Linked DNA regions of Mus musculus: region 2 is linked to region 1. A link is a contact called in public Hi-C data. All regions are on one chromosome and are shown on one strand. Each heading gives the region's core, a stretch centred on a gene start, on an enhancer-like site or on the middle of the called end of the contact. The rest is flanking DNA. Distances are from core to core; before and after follow the strand shown.

Evidence for each region. A called contact is a pair of places that touch in the nucleus more often than the background predicts.
Region 2: a contact with region 1 is called in a Hi-C map of liver, with 1.7 times the contacts expected there. The contact joins two enhancer-like sites. A contact is called at or near these places in 2 of 484 Hi-C or Micro-C datasets (liver and pancreatic cancer cells), 1 of 115 datasets of contacts at active chromatin or transcription factors (cardiomyocytes) and 1 of 9 other capture datasets (adipose tissue).

Annotation. Positions count from the first base shown.
Region 1 is chr5:88,959,194-88,963,266 of GRCm38.p6, reverse strand. The region is part of intron 3 of Slc4a4 (solute carrier family 4 (anion exchanger), member 4); the gene reads right to left. Among named protein-coding and RNA genes, the nearest start is that of Slc4a4, 74 kb to the right of the region's middle. Within about 2 kb of position 1,631, at least 21 of the 459 cell types and tissues checked have an H3K27ac peak or open chromatin away from gene starts, as enhancers often do. A contact at or near this core is called in liver, where this site is marked.
Region 2 is chr5:89,031,426-89,035,146 of GRCm38.p6, reverse strand. All of the region lies in intron 4 of Slc4a4 (solute carrier family 4 (anion exchanger), member 4), which reads right to left. Among named protein-coding and RNA genes, the nearest start is that of Slc4a4, 150 kb to the right of the region's middle. Within about 2 kb of position 2,241, at least 11 of the 459 cell types and tissues checked have an H3K27ac peak or open chromatin away from gene starts, as enhancers often do. A contact at or near this core is called in liver, where this site is marked.

The DNA.
Region 1 (4,073 bases), core at 382-2,881:
ACCTCTTCCATGTATAATTCTCACGCTTCCCCATGGAATGTAAACACTAACTAAATAGCATTCTACCCAGCCAGGCTTACCAATCAACTTAGCAAGACCTCTTCTTTAGAGAAATATGACATCGGCTAATATTTTGCATACCTCATTGGCCTTCAGATTCTCACATTTTAATTTTCCTCATATGGAAATATATGTATGTGTGTGTGCATGTGTGTATGTGTATGTGTGTGTGTGTGTGTGTGTGTGTGTGTGTGTGTATAGGCTAGTATCTTTATCCACTTTTTAAGCATGGAAATATTTTGTTTAAATGCAAATTAATCATTGGAAACAAAGTTGTGCATAATAAGATTTTTCCTGACATTTTCTCACTTCACCACTAGTGAACCCAGGCTCTTAAAGGGCTTGCTGGTGATCTCTATTTTAATCACATTTCAACCAGAAATTAAAACCGTATCTTATTTAACAAGACTATTGTTAATACTGACTAAATTGTGTGAAATCCTTACCTTCATGTTTTTATGTTTTTGAATTTAACTAATAAATAATTTTTGCCCTGTTCCTTAATCATCCATTCGAAGGATACACTATGACACAATATGTACATGATGTAGCTGGTGGCTTTGAGGCTCTAACAATGCAGCTGGAGAGATGACACCCATCTGAAAAGGATCTTGTCACTGTCGGGGCAAGACAGGGTCCACGTGACAGTTCATATGATATATTTAGGTACTACCACATTTCAAAAAAAGCAGGAAAACCATAAAGTGGGCATAAACTAACTTCAAGAGGCCTTGCTCAAACAAGGTGAGTCTACAGCTTTAATTAAACTATGCAAAAAAAAAAAAAAAATGAAAGCAGTGAGCCCTGATCTACAGTCAGTTTCCTCTTAAATATCTAGGAACCCTAATTTGGGGGCCTGCTTTGAGAAATGAAGATGGTAAGAGTCTCTGTTCTTAATGGGAGAGACTAGATGGAATTTGTCCTTTGAGTATCTGACAGTCTCTTCTAAAGGGAGCCCTTCTATTTCAAAGAGGAACCTAATAGGAAAAAACACATTTGAATAAGAGACTGGTCAGAAACTCAGAGCAAGGAGAAAACACAAGAGAAACTGGAGAAGCAATAGACACACAAAAGGGAAGGGAAAGAAAGAATAGCAAAGAGTCAAAGATAATTAAGATTTTTCACTCTAGATGTGACCCAGGAATATGAAGACTTCGTGTTCACACCTCCATAAAGTATGAAGTAAGATTCCTGTCCATAAGAAAATTATTACAAGACCCTAGCATGTGCCTGCATCCCGACTGCTGCACAGAAGATTTCTAGAGAAGGTATAGACTGTACCAGTGCCTCCCACCCCTCCAGACTTGCATCCAGACTGTGGTACTGGAGAATTCTGGAGAATACATAGAGATGTACCTCAGCTACTTCTGCTTCTGCTGGTCAAACTCACAAACCTTTGCATTTAAAGCTCTGGTGTTAAGCACCCGTGTCCTTCAGAAGTTACATCCTTCTGTGTGACAAGTTTCCTAAACAGAATACCACGCCAAGAAGATTCTGGTCAGCGTCTGTCACTCTTCAACCGAGTCCTAGTCACATGCACTAAGTCCAGCTTCCTGCCTTTCAAACTTTAACCCCAAACCAGAGGACACATCCTGCCTTCTGCTTAGGTGGCAATGCCTGGATCAGTCATTTGTACCCTGTTTACCTCACTAAAGAGATCTCATATCTTAAGCACTTCTGGTTTTCCCCTTTTTCCACTGCAAGTTACAAACTCCTTTTAGCCCTACCTACCCCAGCACCCAGAGTATACTAGAACCGTCTGCGGCCTCCTGAACTCATGAGTCACTATAAATAGCAACAGCATCAGCTCTCCCACAACACGTAAACACACTATTCATAACATCCCATCTCGTGGCATAGTGGAATAACTATTGGAATAGAATAGCCAATGGTAACAAAAAGAAAAGAACTGCCATTTGGAGGGCACCTCAAGGTGACTGGGAGAGCCACATTTCGGAACATCTAGGCTGCCTAAAATACTCAAGAAGGCAGAGCACAGTGACATCTTCCATCGATGAGAGTCGGTGGAATAAACAATTATTTGAACTACACAAAGCATTTTCTTGTTGAATGCTCAGTATCGTATGTAAAATCTTCATCCTTTCAGGACCACACTGCCTCAAATTCCTAAACATTTTAATGTCACTGAGAAACAGGAAGAGAGAGCCTTCTTTTCAGGAAAAAGAGTGAGCCCATTTGTTTGCAGGTTATAGAACATCCTGACTATTGACTAAATTTGAGAAAAGCCTGGGAAATAGGCACTACCTTCTGGCAGTCTTCCATAGGTCAAGACAGTAGCTGCCTGCTCCACCCCTAGAAATACTCAGGCCCTTGGCTATTTCCCCTGCCAGCCAACATCCAGACTGACACCCACTGGCAAGTTCAAAGGAGCAGGAGGCAGATAGAGTTGATGGTAAAAATGAAGGAATAGTGAAAACTTCCAGCAGGAAGGAAGGGCTGACAAGACTTAGGGAGCAGTAATTGCTGACTACAGAGAATTTCTCTCCACCAAGTCCAGCCTGAAGCTTTCATCACTATCTTCCTGCAGATGAGGGGAAATAAGATTGCAGACGGTCTGCAGAATGCCTTCAAGCATTTATTGATAGGTCAGCAGATGGCTCTTCCAGTAAAGCTGCCTGCTGCCAAGCCTGAGTTCGAGCCTTGGGAGCCACACAGAGAACTGACTCGCAAACGTTGTCATCTGGCATCCATACCATATTGTGCCACAAGTGAAATAGTCTTAACACCCATGCAAGTTAGTGCATGTGCACACACACACACACACACACACACACACACACACACACAAACACACATATAGACACACACGCACACACCATTATCCAATGTACAGGTCATTTGATGTGCAGATCATGGGTGTTCTTGCCCATAAGTGTTCTAGGTAGGCGGTCCTTCCAGAAAACTCTACCATAAGGTCTTCTTCTGAAAACAGAAAGTCTACATTTTTGATTATTTTTCAATATGAAAAGCTCTTGTTCTCAGACCTAAAGTAAAAATTTTTTTTCCTACTTCTAGAAAGTGAAAAAGAGGATGCCCAAGGCAGCCTGATTCTTGTGTCTGTACGCCTCTGGCACGAGTGGAGCTACTTCCCCTCACACATCTGACAGACCTATCCTACAGATCAGATCGTTTGTGGGGTATAGCAATGGCACCCAGCAAATGAAAGAAATTTTACTCTATGACATCAAAATTAAGGAGCATGCCTAAAACAAAGAAAGAGAGAACGAAGGAGAGAGAGAGATTAGAAAAGAAAAAAGAAAGAAATGTATCACACAAAAACGGGGGCTGGAGAAGGACACAAGAGTGTGCTGGGAACAGGGAAGTCAAGTGGCCAAAACCAAATATTTTTGGCTCTGGTGAAAGGCTACTCTGTTCATTTACCCGGATGCCCCAAACAAAAGCAGCTGCCCATTTCTCTGTTTCAGTTTCCTGAATCTAGCTGGATCACCGACTGGCATCCATTGTCCCTGGCTCACAGAACAATGTCCACTAGCATAAATCCATCCGTTCTGGTGCACTTCCAAAGAGGTAGAAAAGAACGCAAAACTGTCCGTCCACATCCACTGACTGAGCACTGTGCAGCCATCCTGGGCAGACCTGCACATAGGAGGCAGCCAGTACCTCTGTACTGACACAGACTCTCTGGGGTCCAGAGACACACGGCACACACAGCATGTCAATACACTGAGCTTGATGCTCAGTTTGTACCTGTGTCTCCTAACATCTGAAAGCACTTGGTAAACTCTGTAGCCACAAGCTGGCTCTTAGAGACCTTCCAGGACACTAACAAAATGTGAAGTGCAGAGACCAAAGCCATTAACTGTGGGGAGCTGAGCTGTGTTTCTAGGTCCCAGCAAGCAGGACCATCAGTCCCTTGCATTTGGGGCACGCCTCGGAGGATGGCAGCTGCTAACTTAGGGGGGGAAAAGTGCACGGTGGAGGAGGTAAGAGGGTTATTTTTAAGAAAGAGCACAATCTAAGTTTTCTCTCCA
Region 2 (3,721 bases), core at 992-3,491, 71 kb before region 1:
AACAGGGATACAGAACCTGAAGTGTCTGCCCCTGTAGCTAGGCAGGACCCCCAGTAGAGAGATAAAGACAAAAACCCACCTACAAAACTTAACAACCCCAAACAATTCAGGCACAAAGAGGGAGCAGAGACTGAGCAAATGGCCAACCAATGACTGGCCCAATCTGAGACCCATCCCATGGAAAAACCCCTCGTCTTTCTTAGATGAGTTCCCATTTATCAGTCTCTGTATATCTGTATTGCCAACCGTATAGCCTGAATGAGAACTAATCATTACAGCCACACATACACACTATAAGTAAATAATAAATATTTTTAGCTTATATGTTGAAGTCTTATGGGTTTGGGGTAGTTTTTGTTGGGTTGGGTTTTGAGATATTCTTACTCAGTAGTCCAGCCTAGCCTTGAACTCGTGGCAATCCTTCTGCTTCAATTCTCCATGTGCTGGGATTATAGATAGAGCCACCATATCCAGCTTTGTATGTTGAAATTCTAGTACCCAGGGCAAGACCTTTTGCAACTTAGAAGTACCATCGAGAGCACATTGGCCCCACCACACCGAATGTGCAAAGCCCTTAGTCTTGGACTTTATATACTCCAGAACAAGGAGAAGCAAGTTTCTACTGTGTGTAAGAGATATGGTTTATGGTATTCTGTCAGAGCAGCCTGGATAAGCTAAGACAATCCTCAATTAGCTAAGCAATATATGCTTAAGAAACTTTTCAAAAAGGGGCATAATTCACTGAATCTCTTTCTGGCCTTTCCTTTAACCCTCTCTGCAACATATATTGCTGGTAACTAACTGACTTAATGCAGGAATCAGGATAAGTTCTTCAAGATCAATAAGAAATCATAACTTCCAACTGGGCTGGACTTTCAGAAGAGCGCTGTTCACCCTGATGGATCCCACCTACCCTGCAGGTCAAGATCACCATAAGGAAAGGAAGTGGAGTTTCACAGATAGCCCACTGTTTATTCCTATTCCTAGCTCATGCCTAACTTTAACATCCATTGCACTTCAACTTCCATTAATATTGAATGCTCTGATGAAGGTATAACATAGCTAACAGCACATGGGGACTCGGATATAATGCCTATCAAATGAGTCTACCACTCTACTTGTTCCAAGGATGGTTATACCAATATGCCCGTTTAAATTTCCTGTAGATAGTTTTCATCCCAGAGTCAGTACATGCTCTGTCTGCATGCCTCACACGTCAAGGACAAACTTGAAAAACAAAGCACCAACACTCCTCAATTCAAATCAACATCCATTAAAAAGAAGGCTAAGGCAGAAAGAACAAAGTTCAGACTATCCAAGCGCCAGACATTCTACAAAGGTGCTTTCGACCCATGTAATTATGTTTTTTTTTTTAAAAAACAGACACTTTCACTGTGGCATGAACTGAAAGCCAGCACCGACCCTTCACAATAACTATGAATAGCTCCACGGTTGCAATGGATTTCTGGCATTTTTTTTTCCTCTTGTTTCAGTACGTGACATGCTACAAGAAAATTAATCTTAAAAAGCTGACTTTTTAAAGGCTTGTGATTACAAAATAGTTGTACCCTTGGAGGGGCGGTTTATTGGGTGAATTTTATTTATTCCAAGGTCTTAGAAGAATAATGATAAAGTACTCTGCAGTTTAATACACTTTGAGTGGCTGCCAACCAAAGAGCACTTCGCTCACTTGTTGAAGAAACAGAAGGCCCACTGGGAATCACTGAATTTTGCAACTTTCCAATCATATGATTAAATATAATTAAGTAAAGGCAAGACCTCTAACTTTAAAACCTGCCAGCTCCATAGCGGAAAATCCTCATGACCTTTGTACTAGAATACAATCCAACTGTGTAAAACTACTGATGTAATAATAATTAATTTCTTGCTAATTAAAAAAATAGTTCATGATACATAAAAGAAGTCAATGCTAGTATGTACCTATATAGATAAATGCTATTTTAAGGAGAATTCATAAATTTCTAGATGAACTGCGATAAGTGTTGCATATAATTACCTAGATATAATGATGTCTAATTACAAGGGTGATCAGATTCCCTAAATAATCTACTTATAGGGAAAAAAGATAAATTTGGTCCAACAGGGAATTTTTCAGAGTAATCCACTAGAGAAAGCCAAAGATCTGTAGACTACAGAGACGGCAAACTCAGAGTGTAAAGGGCAAGCCGTTGTTCTGTGGCCCTGACCTGAAAACTGGTTTCCCAGAGGTGATCTGGGTCAGCATGCCCAACAGAAATACAAATAAACATTAGTTTGCGTCGTGTTCCTGGACATGACACACCGATGCCCTTTTCCTTTGTTGGCTAATGTTTCTGAGAACTTGTGACGGCTTGGTTTTCAGCAGGTTTGGCAGCACAGGTTGGATTACATAGTGTTGATGATCTTTTACATATATCCAGGCAATAGTGATGATGTTCAGCTCCGGACACTAAAAACCCACGAAGGGGAAACTGAGAGTAAGGAGATCATTTTGAAAGAGCTAATATCCTAACTCACCTGAAGAAGTAGAAGAAAGAAAACTCCATCCCTTCCTTATGATTTTGGGCCATCATCAAAGCAAGACTAAGGGCGACTCCTTAATCTCTGTGTGTTGGACACCTGAGAATTGATTCTAATAGGTTCCTGTTTTGCTTTGGTTTCAGTTTGATTTTGTGTTATTTCATTTTGGGACACAATCTCATATTCCAGCCTGGCATCAAACTCACTATGTAGCCATGAACTTCTGATACTCCTGACTCTATCTCTCAAGTACTGGGATTATAGTCACTCACGGGCCACCCAGCTCAGTTTACTTTAATGGATATTTAATGAAGAATATAGGCGTCTTCACCCATTGTAACTGATTCCATTTCATGACTGCAGTCTTCCTCAATGTTGTTTTTTGCTAACAATGACAGATTCTGAAAGTACCCTTTAAAAAGACTAGCACTGTCTCTCCATCAGTCAGACACCCTCATCCAACATGAAAAGTCTACCCTGCACAGTCGTCAGCTCGTGCACTATTTTGGAAAAACAAAAAACAAACACAGAAAAATTCAAAGTTCTACCTTACCTTATAGGAACAAAAAAACAGAAAAAAAATATGCAGAAGAAGCGAACAAAGTTGACCACCACTTTAAATCCCACTTAAGTAAGGCTTCTCTTGCTGATAATATGTTATTCCTGCTATCTGAGAACCAAAGGGACCATCTCCTCTATTACTGAAAGCATTTTCATTGTTTGAGTAGAAACAAACAAAAATTCTCAAAGTGGGACTCAAACCACAGTAATGCCAAAGCTGGTTGTAGAATATTCTTAGTTAAATAAAAGCATCAGTCAACTGAAAAGTACAAGACCTTAAAGGGGAAAAAAGAATGGCATTGGGTCTAGGCCCACACTAGAAACCACATCTAATTTGACAAGTCTAGAGTGTTTGTTCTCTTTAGAATAAAACTGTCTACCAGCACCAGTGCTTCAGGGAATGCATGTCCCTCAGTGGTAAGGCTTTTGTTTAGCATGTGTGAGACCCGGGTTCCCAGCACCCTGTTACACACAGCCCAAACATGTCTATCCACTGGGATTTTCAGAGGAGAGAAAATAAATTCAAATATGTTTGCTAGGTGGAGAAAAAGGGAAATTCATGCCATACCACCACATATGAGATAAATCTCTGTCATGAACTTCATTTTATTCATCTGGGAGGTTTGAGACCTTTTAATAG